Regions from separate parts of the Gossypium hirsutum genome. Here region 1 is linked to region 2. Evidence: chromatin contacts called from public Hi-C data. All regions are on one chromosome and are shown on one strand. The core of a region is the stretch at or near the end of the contact, and the rest is flanking DNA. Distances in the headings are between cores, read along the strand shown. Region 1 holds the start of LOC107892206 (glycosyltransferase family 92 protein RCOM_0530710). Region 2 holds the start of LOC107892738.

Region 1 (5,617 bases), core at 2,021-4,520, 280 kb after region 2:
TATGTTGTTAGGGAGGATAATATTTGCATTATATCCAATAAAGGGAAGGGAATAATTGTCGCAATTAGGTGTACCGGTGTTCTATGGAGATCCATTTACTGCATCCGACATATTGTGTCTAATTTCTACTGAGACAGCAAGAATGCAAACTGGTGGAGACAAGTTGTGAAAATGTGTAAAATTTAGTTTCAACATATATTCTAAATGTTTTTAATGATTCAACAAATTAATTTTTCATATTGTAACTTGTATTTTCTTATTACATACATAACGTACGAGCTAGAGCCACACCTTTTTAGGCAAAAGGTGACCAGACTTGAGGGTGACATGCAAGGTGAAACGAATACTTCTTTCCGAGAGTGGTTGGGTACCATGGAGCTGTGGCAATGGGCTTAAAGTTTCGATGACTGGACTCGATATGGTCAAATGACCACCAACCTGGTAGAGGATGTTAACTCAATATGGTCAAATTACCCAGGCCTTGACGTGTGTCTCATTCATCTGTCGGTAAATGGGAAGCATATATGACCTCCTGATACCCGGAGAAGTACTCCATTTATGTGTAAATACTCAAAATTCTCCTTCAGCCATGAAAATCTGAAAGTCGTTAATTTATCCTCACAATTATTAAGCGAGAGCCCTATTAAGTCATAACAAAGGGTTTTCAGATCGGACAATGTACTAAAACCCATGACTACAAAACCATCGATGGGGAGCCTTAATTGCAATGTAACATCTTCCAAGGTGATGATGCATTCCCTACACGGCAAATGAAAAGTGTAGGTCTCTAGGCGCCACCGCTCGACCAACGCGGAAATCAAGTCTTACTTCAAATCAAACATGCGGACCAATGCTGCTGATTCAAATCCAGATGCCTCCAAGTATGGCATAATACGTTCATCCGACAAATAGCCCACACCGTTGACACGATGTATGGACCACCATTAGGACTTGAATGCATAAATTAAAAAAAAGGCACATCTTATTTGGGCTTAGGTCCCCGTGACCAAATGGTCACTCAACTGGTGATGCTGCCTACAGTCAGCCCTCCACCAGCACTGGTGTCACCGATGGTTAGCCCTCCACCCCCGTGCACAAAAGTCCCGATGGCATTCAAGTCCCCATTAATTACCAACACCCAACACATTATTTTATTATTACTTTTTTAAATTAAATTTATCATTTTATTAAACCATATTTCTATTTTTTTTAATATTGGTATCGCCCATCTCTCTCCTTCCATCCTTAAAAAATATATATTTTTTAAAAAAACACATCATTTTGTAATGACGTGTCAATCATTGTGTCAGAAAAAAATAGGTACCACCCATCTCTCTCCCTCCACCCCTTTATACTGTTGCAAATATACCATTTTGGCAAATAATAGTATTGACATACCATTTAAGTATTTAATTTTTTTTAGTATTTTATATGTAAAAAATCCCATTTTTTAGCTTAATTTTTTAAATTTTGAATTTGTTTATTTTAATTAATTAAATTTTATAAAAATATATTTTAAAACTACTTCAATGAATTTTTGTACTAAATTTTCTCAATCTTTTATACATAATAAATTTAAAAAGTAAGAGTTCTATGTTGAAATTCTTTTACTATTAAAATTTAATATGTGACCAATTTAGTAGGCAGTATTTAAAATGAAATATGAAAAAAAAAATTGGATGTTAAAGTTTAATCATTTTGAAAAGTAGATTGAGTTGTAATTTAGTTGGTATTTTGAAACAATTTAGTTTTTTTTAATTGTTAAAGTTATAAATCATTTCGTTTTTAACTTTTTTATTTTTTTAATTTTTTAAAAAGTTTTAAAAAACGAATATCATTTTCGAGGAGAGCTGAAAGGTAGTTGAGTTTCCATTTCCCAAACTGTTAAAAAACAAAAATAATTCTTTTTATATTTTTTTTTCTTTTCATTGAATCTTTATGAGAAGGTTGTAGTTTAAATCTGTGCCAAAGTTTCAAGCAAAAAGAAAATAGAATTTTTATTTGAATATCGTCTCTTAACCAATTTTTTGAAAATTATGCTTTCGAAAATTGAACACCATTATAAGTACATTTAACATGCATTTCTCAATCTCAATCCTTTAAATCCTTAGACCACTCAAGAAATTGAAATAATAACATACGGGTAATTTGAGTATACTGAAACCCATTATCTTTTATTTAAAAATTTGAGAGGGGCTATAAATAATTTTAGACATAGTATCAAAAAATAAAAACTAAAAATTAAATTCAACGAAGTAAATAAATAAATATATATTTCTTTTGAAAAGGAAAGGAAAAATTCCATTCCTCCCTTTTCCTACTTTTTAAGAGGATTGATTTTCAACCTTAACTCATGGGTGATGTGGCAAGTTCTGAGATCATAGGTCTCACTTTGAGAATAGTGGTCCCTTCAATCATGGAGGCATTTGAGTTTGCATAATCAACACGAAAGGTAGCTAATTTGCTACATTATGCATATCTAAGCTTTCCGAATACGTCCACGTGGCTGTTTCTTAGCGGCTAGATGAAGTCTTTCCTCATTCAGTGTACCAGTTCATCGTTGACAGTTATTCCTTTCCAGTTTCCACCCATATGCCTTAAATTCAGTATCTTCGTTTCTCTACACATTTCTCAAACTTGTTTACCCAAATCAATAAATTATCCTTAAAATAATTAAAATAAATTTGTCTTCTTCTTCTTCAAATTAACTCAAAAGTGATATGAAATTATATAAAAATAATAATTAAGTGATAAGAGAACAAAAATTATTTATTTTAAAAAAATAGGTATTGACTATACTTATTTGAATTCATTTCATTTTATAATACGTTCTAAATTCATGGAGCTAAATCAAATATTTTCAGCAAGAAAATGTTTTATATATTAATATAATATATTTAAATTTTATTTAATAGAGTGATAAAATCAAAGCTAAAAAAATACTTATATTTAATTCCATTAAAAGTTACAACATTACCGTGAATAAGAAAAATCTCAATCCTTTAAAGGTTAATATTCTAAATGAAATAATTTACCTGTTTGGATTCTTCCTAAGTTACTGAAAACAACAATTAATCCCCAAAGCAACAAGGCCACGATTAAAAGTAGTAAATAAAAAACCCTTTTCATCATCAGGTAATGATGGCGTGGCATAATCTTATTGGAGAACAGCCAAAGAGGTGAAAAAACAAGATGAACCTCTAAACACAGAGGATCATCACCGAGGAAACGGAGGAAAAAGTAACGACCGAATATAAACCGACACGAACGGTCGAAACATCAAAGCATGATTTTGATAGCAGCACCTAAATTTTCTCTCTTTTTAATTTCTTTTATTTTCCCCTAAATTTTCTTTTCAGTTTTCGAGTACTCGAAAGAAAATCCAAACGAACAAAAATAATATTTGGATTTAAAAAACCTGCGATAATCGAGCCAAAACGACTCAGATGAATGAGAAAGTTTTTGGTTGTTCTCAATTGGTTTCCAAAGGGACGGAAATCAATGAGGTTCCGTAGTCGGAACTACATCAATTCCTGGGGCAAATTTTTCTGGTTCGCTGCTTTCATCGTCTCCACTTTCGTTCTTTTCAATGGCTTCTCCTACTCTAACTTTCGCTTTCTTTTTGGAGGTAATTTTGTCTATTTCTTTAGCTATTTCTTTTGGTTTTTTTATTCATCAGTAGCTTACTTTTTTTTATTATTTTTTGAATTATGTATTTTAAAAAAAAAACAGAAAGATTCGAGCCTGTGTTGAAGTTCGCACGCAAAACTCCAACCGCAAACGCCATCGTGTCTGGCGAACATCCGGTAACTCAGATACTCTCGGTTCGTGAAACCGTTTTGCTCCCCGATCAAGTTATACTTTTCCTAAAATACCCTCGGTCGGCTCGTTTATTTACCAAAGAGGAACTTGACTGCGTGTACCTCTCGGTTCATAACACCTCACCCGTGCCGCGGCTTAAGCAGTCGCCGGCTCGTGTTGATACGGAGCAGCTAGGTGAGCAGATCGTACGATGTCCTAGTGGCCCACGTGGACTGCTTATAACGGTTGGTTCAAAGTCAAATGGGGTCTTTCCAGCTGGTCCCACTCACTACTGGGACTCGCTTGCGTACGAAGCTTTGGTCGATAATGATAATACGACGGTCGTTTTTGTCAAGGGTCTTAATCTACGGCCAGAAAGAGTCTCCAACGCATCAAGATTTGAGTGCGTGTACGGCGAAGATTTTAGCAGGCTAAAACTTGTGTTGAGATCAGAGGTTTTATCAATAGCTCAAGAGATCGTACGGTGCAGAACGCCTTTAATTGTTTTGAATAGTCAAAAAAAAGTCAATAGCTCTGTTAAGGTTTCAGTTAGGATCAAGGGTGGAGGAACATTACCTTCCATAGCTCGATTGGGTTTCTTGTCGGATTCTGGTCGTGACCCGTTACCCACCCGAAAACCACACGAAACCTGCATTTGCACCATGGCACGTAACCAAGCGAGGTTTTTGAAGGAATGGGTCATCTACCATGCCCTAATCGGGGTACAACGTTGGTACATTTACGATAACAACAGTGACGACGACACTGATCAAGTCATCGAATCGTTATTCAACGCCGGTTACAACATCTCGAGGCACATTTGGCCATGGATCAAGACCCAAGAAGGAGGTTTCTCTCATTGCGCCTTGAGAGCCAAGGGTTCTTGTGAATGGATCGGGTTCATCGATGTAGACGAGTTTTTGCACTTGCCTACGGGCTTATTCTTACATGATGTGATCTCAAATTTAACCTCAACCATAACTAGTTTCGGACACATTTCAATTGGTGAACTTCGTGTCTCATGTTACAGTTTTGGACCGTCAGGGCTCAAACAGATACCGAAACAAGGCGTGATGGTCGGATACACGTGTCGGCTCGTGGTGCCGGAGAGGCACAAGAGTATAGTGAAGCCAGAAGCATTGAATTCCACATTAATCAATATTGTACATCATTTCCATTTGAGAGATGATTTTAGATTCATAGATGTTGATAGAAGAATGATGGTTGTAAACCACTACAAATACCAAGTATGGGAAGTGTTCAAACAGAAGTTCTATAGGAGAGTGGCTACGTACGTGGCTGATTGGAAAGATGAGCAAAACGTAAGGTCCAAGGACCGAGCCCCTGGATTAGGGACTAGAGCCGTCGAACCAGTTGATTGGTCGAGTCGGTTTTGTGAGGTCACCGACACAGGGCTAAAAGATAGGGTGTTGCGAAACTTTGCTAACCCAAAAAACTCTCTTTTGCCATGGCAGACTACAACTAATAAAAAAGCAGGAACTTGGTTTGTAGAAGAAGAAAATACAAATAAAGTGCAAGAGAAGGAATAGATTACTGTAATAGACTTCTTTTACCCTTCATATTATGATGATAATCTTTGTAGAAATTGGATTTGATTTTCTGTACATAACAAATTGTTATTTGGTAGAGTTTTGTAGCATTAATTTCATGTTATGATCTAGATTTTAAATTGGTGTTAGGAGTTTTTAAAAAAAGATTTTAGTTACATCCTATACGATTAATTAAATTATTATTTTTATCTAACTATCAATTTAGAACTTAAATGATTGTTTGGATTTGATATAGTAATATTTCA
Region 2 (5,381 bases), core at 2,872-5,371:
TTATCCAGATTCTACGCAAAACCCAAGGCAAATTTCTTTTCCCCTTCTTCGTATCTATGATCTTCCTTCTTTAGCTGCTTCCTTCTTCTTCTCTTCTGAATTACTCCACTAGATTGTGTTGCAGCGAGTAACTGCTCTCTTTCTTTTCTTTTTCTCCTCACAATCCGTGTGTGTCCTTTCTTCTGTTCTCTCTCCTCCTTTTCTAGGGTAGATCCGTCCATCTCAGTACAGATCTTTTACTCTTCTTTTTCAGGGTGATTTATCTAGTACACGTAAAGCTGGCTGAGAGTGACGTGGATTGAATGCTGCGTTATCTTCTTGGAATTGCCATGGCATTTCTGTTGGTAATCTATCCCAACATTTGCCATGGTAATGTTTCACCTCATTTGTTCTCTTTTCCTCTTCTTATTTTCCTTCTTCTTTCTTCTTTCATCCTACTTGTACCTACTACCAAAGACTACCAAAATTCTTTCCAATAATTAAAAGTAACATAAATATATAGTTGAAACACAATAAAAGCTTTAGTATGCAATACTCTAATAATAAGTCTAAAATGAAAATATATTTTCTTAATTACAAGTAAATACTTTAGTTTAGAGGCTTGAAATATAACTCTTTTCAAGAGTTATCACACCTTCAAACCTGAATTATTGCTTGTCCTTAAGCAAATATGTATGAGTATGCATGAATTTGCCTAAACATTACAATTTCCAAATATATCACTAGACTATTTGAAATATATTTTTCACCTCTATTCTCAGCAGTCTTCTAAATAAAGAAAAAATGGTTCGAGTTTTATAGACTTGTTTAGCAATTGAAGTGCAAAAAATGTTTCCTAAAAATAAAAGTTCCTAAATAATTATGCAATTATGGCTATAGCAGACCTCTTCAAATATATTTAAAATATCTTTCCTCTAAATTCAATTTCATTATTCTTACTTATTCAAAATTTAAATTATAATTATTACTTTCTTTAGGAAATTCATCTTGTCACATGATTTCTTTACTTGACAACCTCAATGAAGCAAACACTAGACGACCAGATATTACATCATGCCATAATTTGAATGGAATTCCCTTATAAAGTTAAGGCTTTTAACTAAACAGATGCATGGAGCAAAAAACTACCTCTTTAGCTACTCAGTCCAACACTTAAGAAGAGTGTCCCTAAATTATTATTTAACATATTTTTTTTCTTTTTTTGAAATGCTCTTATTTGAACTCATTTTTCTGATCAATAATGCGATGGAGCAAACAAAGCATTATTGACTTACTCAATAAATTAGAACATTAGAGTGCAAAACTATTGCTAAGATATTCCTTATCATTTACAAATAGATTATTGAATTTAGGATTAAGAAATTCTAGATGCATTAAAAGAATCCTACTACAGACTTCATTGCATTGCTACTTAGGTTGTTCTACTTTGAAGAATCAATTTTCAAAAAGCTATCCTAAGCTAAATAGACCTAACTACTTGAAAAGTTTTCTAAATTTATTAAAGATTTATTATCCTCATCGAATATCATAGACAAAAAATATACTTAACAAAGTCTGGCAATTGTTTGGAAATTGTATGTCATGGCAAAGTAAATGACAAGACAAAAAATATTAACATACATATCTAATGCAACATATATGCACAACACACCCCAAACCTAAGGGATGCATTGTCCTCAATGTAGAAAAATGGGAAATGTTAGAGAATATATATTTACAAGTATAGAAATGCAATGATAAAGAAAAATGAATGCATAGATTAGAAATGAAAGCTTGAACAAAATGTTTGTTACTCTTAAGTTGGTTTGGTAGACTTCTTGGCAGCACATTTGTAACGCTTCTGTCGCCCAAAGTTTCCACTCTTAGCTGGGATTGCTTTTCCAGCAGTTGTCTTGAAATACTTCCTTTTACGTTGACTAATAGGTAGCTCATCTTTAGAATCAGAGTTTGATTTCATGAGTTCATTGATTAGTTGATGAACTACACATTCTCGTGCGATTATAGGTGCTTTTGCTCTTAGTGTGGTGGTAGTTGTAGTGTTCTCAGAGTCAACTTAGATAGATTTAGCTTTCTCTGCTTCTCTTTATTTTTCGGTGGTCTACTTCTTTGCAGTAGGTTCTTCACTCTCATCCTCCTCCTCCTCGGGTTCCAACAACAACTTCTTAGAAATGACACCTTTGTTAGGGGTTCGTTCTTCATTGACTTGAAGAGGAACCTTGACCTTTTAACAAAGTGCGGTTATAAGCGACGGAAAGTTCAAAGCACCAACGTTTTCAAGGCATAGTGATGGACCTCTCGAAAGATAATGTTTCCAACGTTTATCTTTTGTCCCATGATAATCAAGTGAAGAAGTATCAGATGTTCCTTTGAGATTGTAGATTTGTGGGTAGATGGGATGAAACAATTTTTGAGGAAATTATATCTTACCCTACAATGGGGCTTTAAAGTGATCCTATCAACAGTGTAACAATCATTCCTATATATCGTCCACTTGGTGCCTTCTACACAGACATCAGTGAGCACGTGATTTAATTTTTCTACTCTCTTTGTCTTAAGAAAATCCACGTGTTCATTTGAACCATCAGAAAACCCGTATTGTGCATTTATAGACTTGGCACCAAATAGTACTGAGGCACCTCGCACATAACACATTTTCAAGAGAACTAAGATGAGCATAAATTTCCTTTAGCACTTGAGGGAAAACATCGTCAGGAAGGAGACAGAAAGCTTGCCATCCATGTTTCTCCACCACGGATGAAATGGCTTTAGCATACTCCATCCCTATCTTGAAAATGAAATCCCTTTTCTAAGCACAGAGGCTGTTTGGAAATGTTTTGGTGGTACTTAGTTTCTGCTGCCTTGCTGAAGAATGTACGAGGGTGTGAAATAATGGAAGTGGATGGTGCTTGTCGAGCAATGGAAAAGAAGATGATAACTGCAAGAATGAAAAAGGTGAGACCTTTAAAAGTTTGGGAGAAAAACAGAGAGCAAAATAGTAGCGAAATAAAATGAGCAAAACAGCAAAACAGCTCCGTAATCCGATCGGGGGCTTCTCCCATTTTTGGGGCCTTGGTGACATGGGAAAAATTTCCTTGCTTGTCAGGTTGTGTATCCGAAAGTCATCGCCAAGCACATTTGCCCATTTCCAAATAGCCCTAGAATCCTCATTTTTACCCCGGAAGATAACATTGTTACGACTATTCCACAAATTCCAAAGAATCGTAATCAAATCTTCGAATATATTTTTGTCCAATAAATGCATAGTCTCCTCCAACCAATCAATGCATTTTTCATGAATCTTTTGAGAAGACTACCATTAAGCCCTCTGAGAGCAAGGATCGCGTAGGCCTTCGTGCACTCCTTAAGAGCGTGAAAGGCTGTCTCATCTCCATCATCACTGCACTTCAAGCATCCCTTACCAAAGCTTTGCTTAATTGAAGAGATTTGAACATTCTTCAAGAGAAAATCATGGCTCAATCTCCACACGAAGAGAATTTTAGGAAGTATCTGAAGCTTCCAAATGATCTTCCAAAAGAGTCGATGTGGACCAAAGCCAACCTTCTTGAAGATAAGCCACGAATAGGCCGATTTCATTGTGTAACTTCCATTTTTATTATGGAACCAAATAACTCTATCTATCGGCCTATTGGGGATGATGGGAAGCTCACAAATCTACTCCCCCACCATTTCACCAAAAAGCTCGCAGACCCAAATACCATCCCAAACAAGGTGATTAGGTTTCCATAAGTCTTACACCACCCTTTCCTGAATGTCAACACTAGGATCACTTAAAGTATTACCATCAAGACCTTCAAAACCCCACATTTTCAACCAAACTGTCACTCTTCTGCCGTTCCTAATTTCCCAATCGAATCCTGCTTTGAGGGCTTTAGCTGCAGTTGAGATACTCGTCCAAGCGAAGGAAGGCTTATCGACCGTTTTAGGATGAAACACATCTCCATCCTAAAAATATTTAGAGTAGAGGACATGGAAGCACAAGGTATCTTTGTGGTTAATAAGGCACCAAACTTGTCTCTCTAGAAGCATAATACTGAAAAGCCTAAGGTCTCTAAATCTGAGGTCGCCCACTCCCTTTGGCTTGCACAATGTGTCCCAAGCCATCATCACCCATTTGCGTCCTTTGGCTTTGCTAGCCCACTAATAACTTCGCATCCTCGAAAGCATCTCATCAGTCATACCTCTAGGAGAAAGAAAAACTGAAAGAGCATAAGTAGACAAGGATTGTAATATATCTATAATAAAAATATCCTTACCACCATAGGATAAAAACCTTTTTGACCAACCATTTATCCTATTAGAGAACCGATCGAGAATGTGTTGAAAAGCCCCTGTCTTTTTTTTCCAATGATAAGCAGAAGACCAAGATAATTTCCCATCGTCTCAACCAACCATATCCCCAACGCATCACTAAGGTGCCGCCTTTGATTTCTTGGGGTGTTGAGGCTAAAACACACCATAGACTTAGAAGGATTAAAGTTCTGAGAATTTCCAAGTCCATCAAAAAGGAAAAGTGAAGTAGATATCCTAGAGGATTCAATTATCATTATGAAAGTGAGAAATTGGAGTTTGAAGTGAAGAAATTTGAGAAGATAGAGAAGAGATTAAAGAGAAAATGTAAGATATCAAATATTTTCTTCTGAAATTTATGTTTAGTTAAAGTAGAGATATGAAAAAGTGATTTCTAGTAAAGAAATTGCTTATGTTCTAACATGTCAATGAAGTGAGAAAGAAAAGAAGTGATGAAAATATTATAGATAAATGAGAGCAAGTGACAAAAGTGTGAAAGGATTAGAAAAGAAGTAAGGAAATGAAATCTAGCAAAAGAAAGGTAAGCACTCATATTAACTCTATTTATTTTTCAAAGAATTATATTGAAAAATGTTGCAAATTAAGTGTAGAGAATGAAAAATAAATTAAAAACACTAAATAGTGTGAAATTGATGGAGAGGAATAATATTTAGAAATATTTTAAGTTTAAAATGAGTAAATTGACATATATGTGACATGATAAGTGAAAGTGGAAATAATTATGATATGTATAAGACATGTTAGAAAGTGAGACTAAATTGAATAATATTTGAAATTTTAGAGAAAGATGTAAATAAGTATTCTTGAGTTGGAAATTATGAAGTGAGAAGTGATTTAACTAGTAATGAAATAAATTTAGTAAAGTGGGTATAGTAAGTGATATTGAATCGTGATTAAAAGATATAGATTAAATAAGTGATAAAGTATTGTAAAGTGATATTAAGTGACCATAAGTGTAAATTTCATGAATAAATATTAAAGTGTATAAGATTTGAAAATTGATATTCAAATTAATAAAATAATGAAAGAGCTAAGTAATATGTGTCAAGTGC

What was found. A called contact is a pair of places that touch in the nucleus more often than the background predicts.
Region 1: a Hi-C map of leaf shows a contact between it and region 2, with 3 times the contacts expected there. The contact joins the promoter of LOC107892206 here to the promoter of LOC107892738 in region 2. A contact is called at or near these places in 8 of 34 Hi-C or Micro-C datasets (leaf, petal and seedling).

What each region holds. Positions count from the first base shown.
Region 1 is chrD09:11,116,126-11,121,742 of Gossypium_hirsutum_v2.1, forward strand. LOC107892206 (glycosyltransferase family 92 protein RCOM_0530710) reads left to right here and starts at 3,271. Exons shown (of 8, transcript XM_016817222.2): 1 at 3,271-3,628; 2 at 3,733-5,349. The coding sequence starts at 3,451.
Region 2 is chrD09:10,830,328-10,835,708 of Gossypium_hirsutum_v2.1, forward strand. It overlaps LOC107892738, which reads right to left and starts at 4,122. Exons shown (of 2, transcript XM_016817791.1): 1 at 4,030-4,122; 2 at 3,751-3,963. The coding sequence starts at 4,122. The coding sequence ends at 3,751.